Linked DNA regions of Mus musculus: all the other regions are linked to region 1. Evidence: chromatin contacts called from public HiChIP or PLAC-seq and promoter capture Hi-C data. All regions are on one chromosome and are shown on one strand. Each heading gives the region's core, a stretch centred on a gene start, on an enhancer-like site or on the middle of the called end of the contact. The rest is flanking DNA. Distances are from core to core; before and after follow the strand shown.

Region 1 (3,848 bases), core at 862-3,361:
CACTTTAGGACAGGGGCACAGGGAACACAGGCTCAGCCGGCACGTTCCCCTACCCAGTTCCTGTACAGCTGGTGTTGACATGTGCTATGTGCCCTGGTAGCTGTGAATGGATCCATGTGCTGGGTAGGGGCAGCTGTGAATAGATCCATGTACTGGGTGCTGGGTGCTGGGTAGGGGCAGCTGTGAATAGATCCATGTACTGGGTGCTGGGTAGTGGTAGCTGTGAACAGATCCATGTACTGGGTGCTGAGCAGGGGTAGCTCTAAACAGATCCTACTTTGGTTCAAGGCCCAGGCTGTCTGAACATTCTCACAAGACCTTCCTCACTTAGGTCAGGCTAACCAGGGTGAAGGCCACATATTAGGGCCCCATTCTCACACCTCCAGTGACAGGGGGGGGTCCATCGTCCCTTTCTACATCAGATGTTCCTAGGCCCGTTCCCCTTATGGTTCCCCTTATGGTAGCCCCGAGAGACTAACTCTGAAGCTCACTCTAAAAAGAGAGAGGTATACCCTCTCTAACCACAATGCCCACTGGCCAAGGAACTATGCACCTATTAAACACCTGCTGTGTGCAGGGTCAGGCAGTACAATATTAGGCCCCATCCTTCAGACCGTGAGGACCCTCACAGAGCCCAAGGACTCAGCCTACTCCGGAGACCGCCACCATTCCTGCCCAGAATGGCCCAGCAGCAGCCTGCCTGCACCCACAGGTGTCCCCATCACCCACCATCCTGCAATTCTCCTGCCTCCTCCAACAGCTTTCATAAGCCTGAAAACTTTCCCCTGTAACAAGTGCACTTTGGTAGAAGGTGAACGAGTCTATTTAAGGTAGGTGCTTTCAGGTCTCAGCACAGCGAGATGGGTGCAATTAGCTAGACAGCCATCAGCACCCCCACAAAATGAGGGGCCTCAGCTGGAGGTTAACCCCTCAGGAGCAGAACCCTTGCCAACAGCCTGCTTGGGTACCAGGGAGGGAAGCTTAGAGACCGCCAGGAAAAGGTAGGAAGGCAGAGCCAGGCAGGGCAACTCCTACCTGGTCCTAGGGGGACCCCCAGCTAGGTCAACTTGCACAGCTGCTCCCCAACCAATGGGTTGGGACAGGGAGAAGCCTTAGTCTCCAGCCTTGGAACAAACACCTTTTTTTTTTTTTTTTTTTTTTTTTTGCTCTAGGGGTTACAGTGTCTGCTTCCCAAATGCCCCCTGCCCTGGGTGACACCCTGAAGGGATACAGTCTGAGACACTCTCCTCACCCTTCAAGTTTAGAGAAGGAATTGAGGCCCAGAGAGGACGGGTAAGGAGGGACTTCCCAACTCTGGCTTCGACCCGGGCGTGCAAGCTTTAGAGTGGGTGCACTGACCTGGAGCCCAAGGCAGGAAGGAGCAGGGTCATTTTTGCCGCTGACTCCTGGTGTGTCCAACCTGTCACCGTGTGCCACCGGGCACTGAGCGGTTAGAAGACGGGACACACGGGCCCATAGACGGCTCTCCATCCCATAGTCCTCTAGGGAGTCCACCAAAGCATAGTTGGGCTTTCTGCTAAGATCACCTTCATTCCCAGCGTCCTTGCCCAGGAGGAGGGTAGACAGGGGTAGCCACAAGAAACAGAGCTGTGTCACTCTCTCAGGTCTGCCTTAGCCCACCGGCGGCGGGCATCTTTAGAAGCTAGCTGTCAGGGCGGGGCCGCAAGCTCGCCCTGTGCTATCCCGGAGGCGGACCTCCAGTTGAAGTTTATTTTCTCAACTGTGGCTGATTCATGGTCAGGATGTGGTAGCCGCAAGGTGGGGGAACTCCTCCAGTCCGACCCGGAGCAAACACCCTATGAGCAGTGAGCATCATCTCCATATCAGCCCGTAGTCGAGGGCCAAGAGCGCGGGACCAGGTTCTTGGCCACCTTGGTGCACACGCGGCAGTCCGCTCCTCAACCCCAACCATTTCCCTCACTGCCCCCAGACTCGGTTTCCCTCTGCGTTCCAGGCTAGCCCGAAGCCGCGGACTTACCGGGTGGGGGTACAGCCGAGAGATGGTGCAGAGTGCTGTGTCCCGGCGCCGGAGCGTCTGGGGCTGCGGGCGGCGGCCTCGCGGCTGCTTTCCGCACAGTCTAACCGCGCTCGCGGGCCGGGCGGGGCTGGAGGGAGGAAGGGGAGGTGCGGCCCCACCCGGCGGCGGCCACGTGGGGGGCGGTGCTGCCCGGGGCGGGGCGGGGTGGGGTCTCCAAGGAAGCCCTGCCCACCCGGGTCTGGCATCTCTGCGGGGGCGGAGAGATGAAAAGGAATGGGACATTCCGGGACTCTCTAGAGACCTGCTGGGAATGGCCCTTTTGCCTCCGACCTCACTGTCAGTTCCCGCCCAGGCTCCCTAGCACGTTCCTTATCTCTCCCCTACGCTGGCCATCTGGTGGACTCACGAGTTGGTCAGGTTCTCCACCACCTCTGGTCCAGCTCTGCCTCCCACACGGGAGCCCTGCTGTAGGCTGCTGATCTTGAGAGTCCTCCGATGTCCCTACCTTCATCCTTTTTTCACTGGAGGTAGCTATTTCCAGTTTCTAGCTCTGTCCTGAGGACCTGCTGAAGTGCTCTCCCTGGCCCTAGCCTGGGCTGTGCGCCCTCAGTTTCTCCAGCTTGAAGTTGTACCTTTAAAAGGTTTATGAACGTGAATAAAGGGTCTCCACTTACTTGAGCCTTGAATCTTCCAAGCTGGGTGGAGGGCATGTGGCGGGTGGGCAGAGTGAAGGGCTCTGGATCTCCTGTAGCCATTCTATCCTGGACACAGCATCATGCTTGGGGGTTTATGTGCTCTTCTGCCACATGGGATTAAGCACAGCCTTGGCTGCCTGTAAATGTCCATCTCAGTATTCTGTGCCCCCTGCTCGGCCCTATCATCTCAAGCGCAGGGCCAAAAGCAACCTTTGATAGCTAGCCAGTGTTGGGATGGCCCCAAAGTGCTTGGTGTGCACCGCCAAGGCAGGTGCTGACTGGCTCTTGGACACTGCCCAGCCTGGGATGTAAGTCTTGGCCGTTCCTGTAGTGGGACTCAGCTGTTCTTAGAATGCACAGTCCCTGCAGCCACCAAATGAGCCACTCAGCCCCACTAACGCTCAGCACAGAGACCTTCTGTCTGGGCTGCAATTCTGGTTACCCAACATCACCTAGGTCTGGTGGCTCCTTCTGGGAAGGGGTCAGCAAGGTTTACTCACTCTGTCCTGGGCCTTTGGTCAGAGGGTGTGTTTATTTACCCAAAAGGAGGAATGTGACTATGGCCCCAGCCTGGAGGACTGTTGGCCTCAGCCTGTCACCATCCCTCATTCCCTCATCCCCCCATGAGACCGCAGTGGCTGTGTTTGGGAACTGTGTCATCTTTCCAGGTTCTTCTGCAGTGGCCCTGAGGGAGGTGCGGCCCTGTTGGAGCTGTTCCTCAGGGTCAGGCCAAGCCATGAGAGGCCAGAGCAGGATGAAGCGGGCAGAGTAGCTAGTTGGTAGCTGGGGTCAGGGTTCAGAGATCTGGCAGTTTGTGGCTCTGGATGCTGCAGGAGTGGGAGTTTCCCTTGAACCTCAGCTTGGGCTCTCTGTGGCCACAGAAGTGACGTTTCTGCTTCAGGAGCGTCACCTGCCTGAGTGCGGTGGCTGTTCTCGGGCCTTTCCCATTTCCTTTTTTGATTGTTTTGTGAGTTGTTGCACTACATAGCTTAGAAATATCGATTCTCCTGTCGCAGCCCTTGGAAAGTAATAGGATTGCAGGATTGTGCTACCATAGTGTTTCTCTCTCTCTCTTTCTCTGTCTCTCTCTGTGTGTCTCTGTGTCTCTTTGTCTCTGTTGGTTCACTGTCTCTGTGTCTGTCCCTCTATATCTC
Region 2 (3,848 bases), core at 965-3,464, 1.2 Mb after region 1:
ACAGGGGTTGAGGCTGTTAAGTCTGAAATCCCACCATCACGGCTTCTGCTGTGAAGCAAGAGTTGGCAAACTGCAGCCCTATAAACCCCTGGCTTCTGTAAATAAAGTTGCACTGGCACAGAGCCACCCTCATTTGTTTAGACATCATCTATGCAGATGTGGAATTCTCAGGATCTGAGGGCTAATCCCTCCAGACTGCCTAGGTAGATTATCAACCTGTCCCCAACTCTGGACCAAGTCTTTGCTTGTGGCTTGAAGTGACTGTGTTGTGAACATTTTGAGGTGTTGGGATAGGCTAGCTTGGAGTAGGGTTGGCGTGTTGATCTAAAAGCTGTTTACTGTAAGGACATGGTGGGCTCTCATGGATGCCATACATAGAAGATACATAGCTAGGCTTCCTCAGGCAAGAGCCAGCACCCAAGCCTCTCACCCTTCAACTTGTTGGTCACAGACTTTCTGTTTTCTAAAATATTAGCCCTCATGCTCCAAAAGCAGGCACCAAAGTAAAAGTAGTTATGAACAGGGCAAGTGAGCAAAGGGCTTCCCGGGTGGCAACTCAAATCCTTTCCCAAACTGACTAAAATGCACAAGAGGAAATTGACTACAGAAAGCTTTCTTTCTTTCTTTCTTTCTTTCTTTCTTTCTTTCTTTCTTTCTTTCTTTCTTTCTTTCTTTCTCAGAGACAGGGTTTTCTCTGTATAGCCTTGGCTGTCCTGGAACTCACTTTGTAAACCAGGCTGGCCTCGAACTCAGAGATCCGCCTGCCTCTGCCTCCCGAGTGCTGAGATTAAAGGCATGTGCCACCACGCAAGTATACTCACTGTTTCAAGTTCAAAGGAAGCTTACAGAGTACACCTGGGTCTGATCTGTCCCAGGGGTGGACGGCGTCCTAAAAGGCAGTGCGGAAACAGATCTGGGATGAGCAGACGCACTGAAGGCAGTTGGGTTGGGCACCTCAGACTGGTACCGGGGTGCAAGGGCAAAGTCCTAATTTGGAGGGATTAAATAGTCCAGCAGCATGCAATCAGAGAAGGGACTCAGAGTTGTCCGTTGGGAGTGGCTGGAAGTGTGACAGGGCCAGCCAAAGAAGACACTCTCGTGGGCAAGCTTACGGGACAAAGAAAAAGCAAGAGGGCTGTCAAGGAAAAAAAAATGCAGTTGGCTGCTCAGACTTTAGTTTTGGGTAGGATGATTCTCTTGGGCTTTAATTTTTAAGTTTAAACAACTGGGCATCACACACATGCAGTAACTCGTGAATATACTTTATATGTGTATAGATTCCTTCACAATAATAAAGATCTGACAAGGGTTCGCTCTATCCAACCTACAATACCGGGCTATTTTGCCTGCGTCTTAAAAACTAAGTTAGATACACACACATACTGACGCGCGTGAATTTTGAGGGCAGTTTGGAGGCTTATGTGTGTGCTTCGTAACCCCAACCAAGTCATACATCATTCCCAGCAGGCAGGGACTCTTCAGTCGCTTCCTGCTGGAGTCGCCATTCGGCTTTCCACCCTGCGCTTTGCCTCAGGCTCCTCTCAGCTTCCGGCTTCCAAACCCCACCTGCCCCGCCTCTGCTGCACCACAAGCCCCCATTCTTTTGAAGCAACCTTGGGGTCCACAAAGGGCTCCTCCTCTGCGGAGGTTGGGGATGTCATAAGGGATGTTTTACATCAACCTTCTGAGCCGTCCAACTGAGTGAAAGCGGCGACTCGCCTGGAGACAACAGTCTACTCCCCACCAGGTCGACACCCTAATAATCAGTCACGGGGTAGACTCTGAACCGATGAGACAGGGCACTGCGCATCCCCAGCGGCGCGTGCCCAGTGGGGAGCGCGCGTCCAGCGGACCCCGGAGCCTCCCGGCAGGTGCCCCGCCCGCGTCTCCCGTGCGCACTGGGACCCAGAGCACTGTCGGTTCACAGCTCAGACGAGCTCAACCGAAACCCAGCAGTAATGACCCGGGGGTCGCGCCGGACAGCTGCCTCGCTAGGCCACGAGGGTCGGTCCCGAGGATCGGGAACAGAGCCGAACTATGGGACCCAGGGCGCACACAGCGCGGCTGGGCGCCCCGCCCGCGCTCCTGTGCGCGTGCGCCACCCGCAATCTCGGTTTCGCACTGGGTACCCCGCCCCACACCGTCCCTACGGCGAACCGCGAGGCCCAAAGAGCGGAGGATCGCCGCGGGCCGAGGGCGGGGCGTCGCGCTGAGGTCAGCGCGGCGGCGATCGGCCCCGCGGTGGTTGGCTGCGCCGCGCTGGCCGCGCCCTGGTTGGCTTGCAGGTCGCGGGCTGGGCGGCTGGCCGGGCTGAGGTCGGGGCTCGGGCGCCGGCCGGGTGTACGCGGTGCTGGGCTCCGCCGCGGTCCGGGTCGGTGACGGCGCGCGCGAGGGCGCGGCCAGGCGCCGAGGGCGGGGACGGCGTGCGGGCGGCGCCTAGGGGAGGAGACCGGCCCATGGACCCGCGGGGCCCGGTGCCCCAGACTCGGTGCCGCCGGGACGGAGCCCAAGATGTCGGCCTAGGCCGGGCTGCGACGACAAGGACTGTGCGGCTACTGGACGCCGGGGTGCGCGGCCGCCGGGCCGGGGAGTGCTGGCTCTGACGCCGGGGCGCACGGACGGAGAGAGGCCGGCGCGTGGGGAGCGGGCCGCGCGGCACCATGTCGGCCAAGGTGCGGCTCAAGAAGCTGGAGCAGCTGCTCCTGGACGGGCCGTGGCGCAACGATAGCGCCCTGAGCGTGGAGACGCTGCTGGACGTGCTGGTGTGCCTTTACACCGAGTGCAGCCACTCGGCGCTGCGCCGCGACAAGTATGTGGCGGAGTTCCTCGAGTGGGGTGAGTAAGGTGCCGCTCGCCCCCCTGCGCCTCTCACTGCTCGCACCCGCGCCGGGCCTCCCTGGTTCTGCGCTCCGGAGCCACATCCTCCGTTTGCACTCCCCCCACTCCCGGCCATCGCCCTGGCCGCTTCCTAGACCCACCCTCCCAGTCTGGATATCATTTCCTGCAGCGCTCCCTGGGATATCCGCCCTGCCCCCGCCCCGGACTAGCCTTTGGGGTCCAGAGTCGAGCCTGGAGCTACCCCTCCTAGCCCTAGACTCTACCGGGTGGGAGGGCAGCCTCTGTGCCTTTTGCACCTCCTCACCACCCGCCCCTGCTCGGTGGGCCTTCCGAAGGCTTCGTTCCACAGCCCAGCCCCTAGGACTCCACCCAGGTGACAGCCTGTCCACCTCCCCTTGATGTCCACGGCTTGAATATCCCTTTCTTTTAGCACGTCCGAGCAGTTTTTAACTGTTAAAGGTTTTATATAAAATACAAGAACCCTCCCCCAACACCCCCAACCCCCGACTCCCTAATTGTAACCGTGTCAGACTGGTGATATTTCGGGGTGTGTGTGACAGCTAGAACTGTCACTTAAAAACTTATACATCTGATCTTGGGTATTCGGTTCATCTAGGGATCTAATGCAGTAATCATAGATCGGATGATCTATTGTGCTTTATTAGGACGAATGCTTGATTAAGTCATTCATTGACAGTTCTCAAGACAGGCTACAGTGTAAGGTTTCAACCAACCCGGACAGTAATTTCCCCTTAAGACCCTCAGTTCCCTCACAAGGACTAAGGAGGAGGAAGTGTGATTTAGGTTCAGGTCCAGCTCTGTAAATCTTGTCCTTGGTTGCTTTCGTCATTGGGCTAAGACTGTGCAGTTTGAACCAGTCATTTCTAATCTTCCGGACAGATAAGGTTGATATTTACAGGAGGAAACAAATGTGTTCCACATGCAGGCCTCCTCCTCTAACCGAAATCTAGAGCTGTGTGTAGAACTTCATTGTCCCTCAGTTTTAGAGG
Region 3 (3,848 bases), core at 948-3,447, 1.2 Mb after region 1:
ACAATTGCAGAGCTGGGATTAAACTCCCTTTTCTCTTCAGTTTGGTGAGGAAGCCCTGAGGCTCAGGTGGCACTGCACAGCCAGGATGGGACCTTGCTGTCCTGGTAAGGGGTGACACTCACATGTAGGGTGACTCTCTGGGTAGAACCTGGCTAGGATCAGGCTTTCTATTGCCTCTCAGGACCTGTTTGCACTGCCAGGACTCCGATGGCTACTGAAGGGCACCTGTAGGGCCCAGTTGGGATGCCTGGCCTGTGAAATATCACCCCCCTCTCTATGATTGCGGAGCCTCTCACACCTGAACTCCAGGTTATGAGGTTTCCAGGCCACTTGCTCTCTATAGGCCTCGTTTCCCTGCCAGCAGGAAAAACTGCTTCATCAGTCATCAACAGGAACGAGTTCCTGGCCTTCACCTCTGGCTTTGGAGCCTGGGAAACTTAGCAATGCACTTCCTCATTCCTGCCCTCCCTCCCCTCCCTGCTTCCCCTTCTAGTCCTCCCCAGGTCTGGACCTGCTGCTGGCATCCAGCCCTGATACACACAGTGGTGTCAGGCATCCACCCCTGACCCCTGCTCCTAGAAGGAAGTAAGAATTCCCGGGGAATCTATCCCTGGGCTCCCAGCAGACTCAGACATGGCTTTGTCCACCAACCCCCTCCCCCAACACAGGGGAGGGAGGGGCCTGGGAGAGCAGGGAGAGATGCTTTGCCCACCTCCCTCACACTGCAGCATTTTAGAACCCTGGTCTTATACACTTGAGGAGGGAAACTTCACAGGGCTTTTGGGACCCCAGACCACATGCAATTACTTATCCCCACATAAGCTAGTGTCAGGGTCAAGCCCAAAGCTACAGTGGCAGTCTGCTGGGGAACAGTAGAGTAAGAAAGCCATCACAGCCCCGTGCCATCAACTCTGTAAATCCTGGTTTGGCTCACATATTCCCTGGGAATTGGAGCCAACAATGAAAACAGGTCTCCAGCCTTTGCCTACAGGCTATAGACAAATTTCAAGTTGTCTAGGGAAGCAGGTGCACTGTCTCCTGGAAATGTACCCGAGGCATGGTTACCTTTCCACCTGTACACCACCACCACACAGTGACCTGGCAAATTTTATTGCTTGAGAGTCCCTCCTACATGAAACTAGAATACTGCAAGCTGCAGAACCGGTGCTCACGAGGGCTCAGGTGCCTAGCAAGAGGCTGAGGGCTGTCTACCCCTTCTGGGCAAGACCAACGTGGTGTCTGAGGCTAGGGACCCAGGGTGTGGGGTCTGCCTTTGCTTTGTTGTTGCTTTTAAAATGTATTTAGTTTTCCTTTATGCACACGTGTCTTGCCTGCCTGCATGTCTGTGTTCAGCACAAGCTCACACTCACAGAGGCCAGAGAGGGCGTTTGGTCCTCTGGAACTGGAGTTGAGGACGGTTGTTTATCGCCCTGTGGGTGCTGGGAGCACAACCTTTGAAGGGAGAGCCAAGGCTCCTGTTTTGATCTGCTGAGGCAGGCAGGGGCTTTTCCAGCTCAGGACTGGCTCGGTCCTCCCATACATTCAATCCAGCATCACCTCTCCCAACCAGCTTAGCTTGCCCAACCTTGTACACTATTTTAATTCACATTTATTTTTAGAATCCTCAGCTTCGCACTACAGTGTGGATGTGCTGAGCAGTTAGAAAGGGAAGCCTTCCCTGGCCTGAAGTCCTGAAAGGAGACTCCGCAGCCCCAAAAGACTCCCCCACAAATGCCCGGAATGCCTCATCTCCTGGCTCCTCTGGCTGAGCAGCCAGGCAGCTGAGACCAAAAATTCCATGTCCCCAGGCTTCAGTGCTGGGGGTAGGGCCAGAGTGACTCACTGGGCTCCCAACTTGGGGTCAGTCATGGAGAGGGTGACAGATCCTCGGCCAACGAGGCTCCTGCTCGCCCTTCAGCCCTAGATGCAGGTGATTAGCACGTCCACAGAGGTGGGCACTTCGATCTCCTCGAAGAGCACGTGGTGTGAGGGGAGCCTGGTCTCGTGGGCAGCCCTCAGCAAGTCTTGGGTGTGTTGCAAGAGATTCTGGTTCCGGCGGCGGCCGAGTCTGCGTAGTGCCAGAATGGCCAGAATGTGGTCTCGCCTGTAGAGACATAGGTTCCCCACTGCAGAGCGGTGCCCCCTGGTACCCTTCAGCTCTTGCCCCGCCCCCACCCCCGGGAGGGCAGGAACCCAGGCTTGGGAGGAAGTATGATTCAGCATTCCTGGAGCTGGATTAGGGAGGCTGAAAGGCTGGGACTATCCCAGGCTGCGAGGGGATGGGGCTCTAAAAGGAGGCAAGGAGGCGGGAGTGTGGGCCTGGAGGTGCACAGTAACTGGACCTAGAACACACAGACATGAGACAGGGGAGGGGGCATGCGCACAGCGGAAAGAAGCTCTGTGCAGAGGCAACGCAAGAACTCTGATCTAGGGAAGGCTCCAGAAACTGGCAGAATGCTAGGGAGGTAGAGGCCAGGCCAGGCCAGGCCAGGCGGCAGGTTGGGGAATGTCCTCACAGTGTGCAAGACAGAGCGTGGTGGGGGTGTAGGGTGACAGGTGAAGTGGTGGAGGGGTGGACGTGGGTGGAATAGGTACAAAGGGGCACCCTGAGTCACTGCGTCCCCACTGCTTCCCCGCAGCCATCCAAGACCACTTTTGGAGCCAGGGAGGAAGGGCCAAACACCAGTTGGGGAACCCCCGAGGAGCGGTAGGGAAACTGAAAACTTAGAAGGAACTAACGGGGTCGGGTCGTTGTTGTCCGTATTCAAAATCTACCAGAACAAACAAGCTGCGAGCAGCAAGGAGCCAGAGAAGGGGCTGGACCAGGGGCTTTCAGTGATCTTTCCATCCCGGAATCTCCGAGAGCACTGGAGAGAGCCAAGCCGGGATTTCCAAGGGCTCTGATGATTCACTGCCCCACACGAGCCTCCTCATGGCTGCCGAGGCCTCAGAGAGCTTCCAGAGAGGGTTTGAGCCCGAGAGTGGAGCCACGCCGTCCACAGATGGTGGAGAACACGAGGGAGGGGATGGTCCTCTTGCCTGCGGTCCCTGTGCGCCTTCCTCGCGGGCATGCGCACACGGGTCCGTCGCGGTTCGCTTCCCGACTAAGCCACAGTTCTCTCGGCCCTGACAAGCTCGCTCTTCCCTCCGTTCCACGCCTGCACTCACTTTGCTAAAGGCGCGAGTGCCAGGTTCCAGTGACCCCTGACTCTAGGAGGGAAGGAGGATCTGCTAACCTGATGTCCGGGTAGCTCCGTATAAGTGTTTCCAGGTGCCGCCGGATGTCGTCTTTGTATGTCTCGCCCAGGATCTCAGCCACAGACAGGATGGCTTGGTCCAGCCACTTGGCTTCAGAGCCCTAAGGAAACAGGGAGATATGTGCGTGGTTCATCTCCCCCAAGGAGTCTCTGCCTACAAACCTCTCCTGTAGTGCCCAGAAACACCCTTCCCGTGTGTCTGCCGCGGGTGGCTTGCCCATAAGAAGATTCCACGGAGTCAGGGAATAAGATTCCACAGACCACATCTGCGGTGACTCTGGAGAGTTTTCTTCCTGTCTGCACAGACGGGAAATCCGAGCCCTGACCAGGAAAGTGCTGATTGGAACCTGTCACCAGTAGGAGGCCAGCAGCCCAGATAAGGGGTTTGGGCTCAAAGTGCTCCCGAGAGGGGAAAGATCTCCCACAGACCTTGCCCATCATAACCTTCATTCCTTCTTTGCCTTCACCCACAAATGTATGCAAATACAATGTAAAGTGAAACCCCCTCCTGTGCCCGCCCCTTTAGAGTCTAGCCCCACTGCCATTTTCCCTGTGGAGTCTGAAGAACCGCCTAGTGGAAGCTCTTTTCTC
Region 4 (3,848 bases), core at 889-3,388, 1.1 Mb after region 1:
ATGTCTTGCAGCTTATTCGCCTCATGAGATCCATTGACAATGTAACGGTCATTCTTAACATCAAACTGGGTCTGTGCTCCCAGCTCACAACCAAAATATTTGGTGGGATCTGTATAAAGACAAGACATTCCATTATAGTTAACTAAAGCACTGGTTGCACGTGAATATACAAAAACTCACCGTGTTAAAATTACAGGGAAACTGAAATACAGCCAGGGTGGCTTAATGACACCCAATCAAGTAGGTCCGCAGTTCCAACTTGCTAATTAACATGATTGAGGAAAGATGTATAGCTCAAAGACTGTAAAAACTATAGCCATAATATACCTTTTCAGGCTTCTCCAAGCTTTACTTACACGTTGGAGGCCGATTAAGCGCCTTTGCAACGTCAACCATGTTGACTATAACTGTCTTGATTCCATTTCCTTTGCCCTCAACCTAAAGGAAATAAGAATTTCAATTTTGCACTGTCTTCCCTGTGAAATGTAATCTTTCAAAACCTATCAAGAGTGTGCGGACCAACAGGCTACTAAAATAAAAACCAGCATTACCTTAGCAATCAAACGGGGCATCTTGTAGCGATAGAACTGGTCTGACACGCTGCGGTTGACGTTGACAGACATTTTGGCTTATTAGTGACTTTATCAATAAGATGAAGAGATCTTTGATTGCAACTTTTTGGTATCTTCTGTCTGGAGAAGAAGGGATGACATAAACGACTGCAAGAGTTCTCGGTCTCTGACATGAAAAAATTTTCGCCACTGAGGCTGTAAGCTTCTTGCTTGTATGCTATGTTTCCCCAATACAGGTACCAATGGCTGCGCAACAGCTCTGAAAGAGAAAAGGAGAAAACACACAACAACCCTACAGGTTTAGCATCACTCCTCCCCGGGACAACTTCCCGTCCCCGAGTCCCTCACACAACTAACACTCCGAGCTCTAACAGCCCGAGTCCTTGTGAGAAAACAGCTGACATCCCCATGTAACAAAGCACAACTCCAGGAACCCAGGAGGCCACCATTTTGACACGGGTTGTGACTGGCAGGGAAACTGCTCGAAACGAGGAGGACAACACGGAACACAAACCCTGCTCCCTCAGCCGCCGGGAGATTGTCACATCAAAGGCCACCGGCGAGTCATGGGTTGCCCCGGCCGAGCGACAGCGTTGTAACTGCCGAAAAGGGGATCCGGGCCCTTTCTCTCCCTCACTTCAGGCCCGGGGGCCACCAACTTCGCCGATGGCGCCTCCCCCGGCTGCCATCGTGGTAAAACGGGAAACGTCGAGCCGGACCTGCCAACCGCCGAGGGGCGGCTTCGGCGACTCCGGGGGCTTCAGGGCGGCAAGTCCAGGCTGGGAGCCATTGGCTCCGTCGGAGCACGAGGACCACGGCCGAAGCCGCGCCCGGGCTCCCTCCCCTCGCTCCCTCGGCGCACGGCCGACCTTCGCCCTCGTCCCCATGGCTACGCGACGGTCGCAGCCCGTCGCCCGGCCTCCCCCTTCCGGCGGCCGGCGGGGCAGAGGTGCGGCCTCCCTGAGTCACAAACGCGCCCCGGGCCTGACTCAGCCACGGCGCGCGCGCGGGCGCGCTCCCGCACGGCCCGGCCCCCCCCAAACTGCGCCACACGCGCGGCGGGTCACGCGGCCGCGCCGCCATCTTGCCGCCGCCATGGCCCGCCGCCCGCGACTCACCGTTTTCGTCAAATAAAGACATAAACCCAACGCGGCTCGCCCGGGACTGGGAGGAAGAGGCGCTGGAAACCGGGTCCGGAGCGGCGGGGCCGGCGGCGAGCGGAGGGGCGGCTGGGCAGGTGCCGCCGCCGAGCAGCGGGAGGGACTGTCCCAGCGACGTCCGCGTCCACACCAGCAGCGCCGAGCCTGGCGACCTGGCGGGGACAAGGCAGTGAGCGGCGGGCGGCGCCTGCCCCCGCCGGCGGCCCGCGGGGTGGAGGGGCGGGAGCGCAGGGCAGGGGCGCGGGCCACCGCCCCCCGCGGACTCACCTCTGGAATGTTCTCGCTCTGACTGAACAACGCCGCCGCCGCGCTCAAGCTACCCTCGGCCCCGGAGCCCGCCCCTTGTACCGGGCAGCCACCGCTTATTGGCCGCAGGCCCTCCCAACTTCTCTTGTCATTGGCTCGCATGCACGTCGATCTCACGCTTCTCCGCCCTCCACTTCCTGGGGCTCCACTCGTGGTCTCGGCCCGCCTCCTGCCTGTCCCAGCTTCCTTCCCTTCCCTTCCCCCCCCCAACTCCGTCCTTCCCAGAGGCCTTCGCGGTCTCGCGATAGCCCGGCTCGCTCTGAGTTTATGCGTTCAGGCACTATGGCGCCTGCCTAGTCCTCTCTCGGGGCGGGGCCGGGCCGGCTATGTCCACGGTGCTTCTCTGTGGGCCACGCGTGATCTAACTGCTCATCTGGACCGCGCCAGGAGGCTCCCGACACTGCGGCTCCCCTTGCCTCTTTCCCACCACCCTTCCTGCTGCCTGGCCCGTGCCTGTCATCCCATATGGTGCCTCTCCCTGAGCTCGGGGAGCCAAGCCGCCGCCGAGCCGAGACTCCGCGGTTGTGGCTCTGAGGTTTCCCACGATAGAAACCTTTTTTTGTGTAGCTTGGGTCCCCGCGCAACTTAGGGTGGTCTCGACCCCAGTCAGGTCCGGCTGTGCCTCGAGGTTTGGCCATCCCCCCGCCTCGGGGCTCAGTCGCCACGTAGGGCCACCCCGTCCAGCCCAGCCCGGTCTGTAAAGGCCAGGCTGGTTGGTGACTGTGACTCCCTGCAGGTGCACCCGAGGAGGCAACAGTGTTTTATTTACTAACAATTTATGTTCGGAAGAGGAGCCCGGACTTTTTCTTTCCTAGACACTCTTCCATTATTTAAAAGAAAAAAAAAACTTCTTTTTTTGGTAAAAGTTTCGACTGAGAGTTGAAATCATCCCAGAGTCCAACTAATAATATAGAAATACCTGTTCCACCTTCCCAGGGCTTCTGAGAGCAGCAGCCTGGCTTAGTCAGCAGCTGCCTGGTTTCCTGGATGGGGAGAAAGAGCAGTGTTGTGGAAGAAGGGCTGCCCTTTGTTCTACGCCAGTAGAATTTGTAACAAGGTTAAAATGGAAAGATCAATTTTATTTTGCCCAAATCCAAGGTTATTTCCCCATGACTTAAAAGCTCTGTAAAGCTAATTGACCATGTCCGTGAGGGAGACTAAAGACAAGATGCAGAACTGAAAGATTTGTGTCTCTTCTGTAGCTTTTATTTCACAGTCCATGGCTCTACAGTTTTTACGGCTCTGTGCTTATCCAGGTTCCCCCTCGTTAAAGTGGAAAGATCTCAGGCAGTGCCTCTGTGAGCCATGGATCATGACTTGGCAGTATTGGAAAAGATTGAGTTTTTGCTTGGCTGAACTCAAATGGCAATATTTTAGAAACTCTCAGAAAAGGGTGTGAAACCAGTCCGAGGTAAGAGGCTTGTCTCACAAAAGTATTTTTGGTAACACTATACAAAGTGGTCTTTTCTGTATGTTCGATGGCCTGATGTTTAACTTCATTTTAAAAGTTTGTAGGAGCCAGGGGTGCTGACACCTTTAATCCTAGCACTCCAGAGGCAGAGGCAGGCTAGCCTAGCCTATATAACAAGTTCCAGGACAGCCACAAAGGAGATGAAAATATAAAAGCTTATGCTAGTGTTGCTTTTAATTTTTAGTGCTGTTATTATGGACAACTTCTAAGAATCACTTTGATGCCCTTTCAGTATGTAGCCCAGCCTGGCCCCAAACTCATAGCTAGCTTCATGCCTCAACCTCCCTAGTAGGGGCTTACAGACAGGTACTAGCACACCCAGCTAAGTGCTTTGTAAAA

The links. Promoter capture Hi-C pulls out the DNA fragments that hold promoters and counts their contacts. HiChIP or PLAC-seq counts read pairs in DNA pulled down with a chosen protein or histone mark.
Region 2: a promoter capture Hi-C map of liver shows a contact between it and region 1, with 4 times the contacts expected there. The contact joins the promoter of Cdc42bpb here to the promoter of Inf2 in region 1. A contact is called at or near these places in 3 of 39 promoter capture datasets (cranial neural crest and liver).
Region 3: a FOXA1 HiChIP or PLAC-seq map of pancreatic cancer cells shows a contact between it and region 1. The contact joins the enhancer-like site here to the promoter of Inf2 in region 1. A contact is called at or near these places in 1 of 484 Hi-C or Micro-C datasets (the G1E-ER4 cell line) and 3 of 115 datasets of contacts at active chromatin or transcription factors (bone marrow-derived dendritic cells, microglia and pancreatic cancer cells).
Region 4: a contact with region 1 is called in a promoter capture Hi-C map of pre-B cells, with 3 times the contacts expected there. The contact joins the promoter of Eif5 here to the promoter of Inf2 in region 1. A contact is called at or near these places in 2 of 39 promoter capture datasets (liver and pre-B cells), 1 of 484 Hi-C or Micro-C datasets (the G1E-ER4 cell line) and 1 of 115 datasets of contacts at active chromatin or transcription factors (pancreatic cancer cells).

What each region holds. Positions count from the first base shown.
Region 1 is chr12:112,587,047-112,590,894 of GRCm38.p6, reverse strand. Inf2 (inverted formin, FH2 and WH2 domain containing) reads right to left here and starts at 2,111. Exons shown (of 23, transcript NM_198411.2): 1 at 2,000-2,111.
Region 2 is chr12:111,376,084-111,379,931 of GRCm38.p6, reverse strand. Cdc42bpb (CDC42 binding protein kinase beta) reads left to right here and starts at 2,214. Exons shown (of 37, transcript NM_183016.2): 1 at 2,214-2,835. The coding sequence starts at 2,661.
Region 3 is chr12:111,428,925-111,432,772 of GRCm38.p6, reverse strand. It overlaps Exoc3l4 (exocyst complex component 3-like 4), which reads right to left. Exons shown (of 14, transcript NM_001289487.1): 13 at 3,237-3,358; 14 at 1,093-2,104. The coding sequence ends at 1,921. Among named protein-coding and RNA genes, the nearest start is that of Tnfaip2, 12 kb to the left of the region's middle. Within about 2 kb of position 2,197, at least 206 of the 459 cell types and tissues checked have an H3K27ac peak or open chromatin away from gene starts, as enhancers often do. A contact at or near this core is called in the G1E-ER4 cell line, bone marrow-derived dendritic cells, microglia and 1 more, where this site is marked.
Region 4 is chr12:111,536,391-111,540,238 of GRCm38.p6, reverse strand. Eif5 (eukaryotic translation initiation factor 5) reads right to left here and starts at 2,138. Exons shown (of 12, transcript NM_173363.5): 1 at 2,000-2,138; 2 at 1,691-1,884; 3 at 552-831; 4 at 357-438; 5 at 1-109. The coding sequence starts at 623.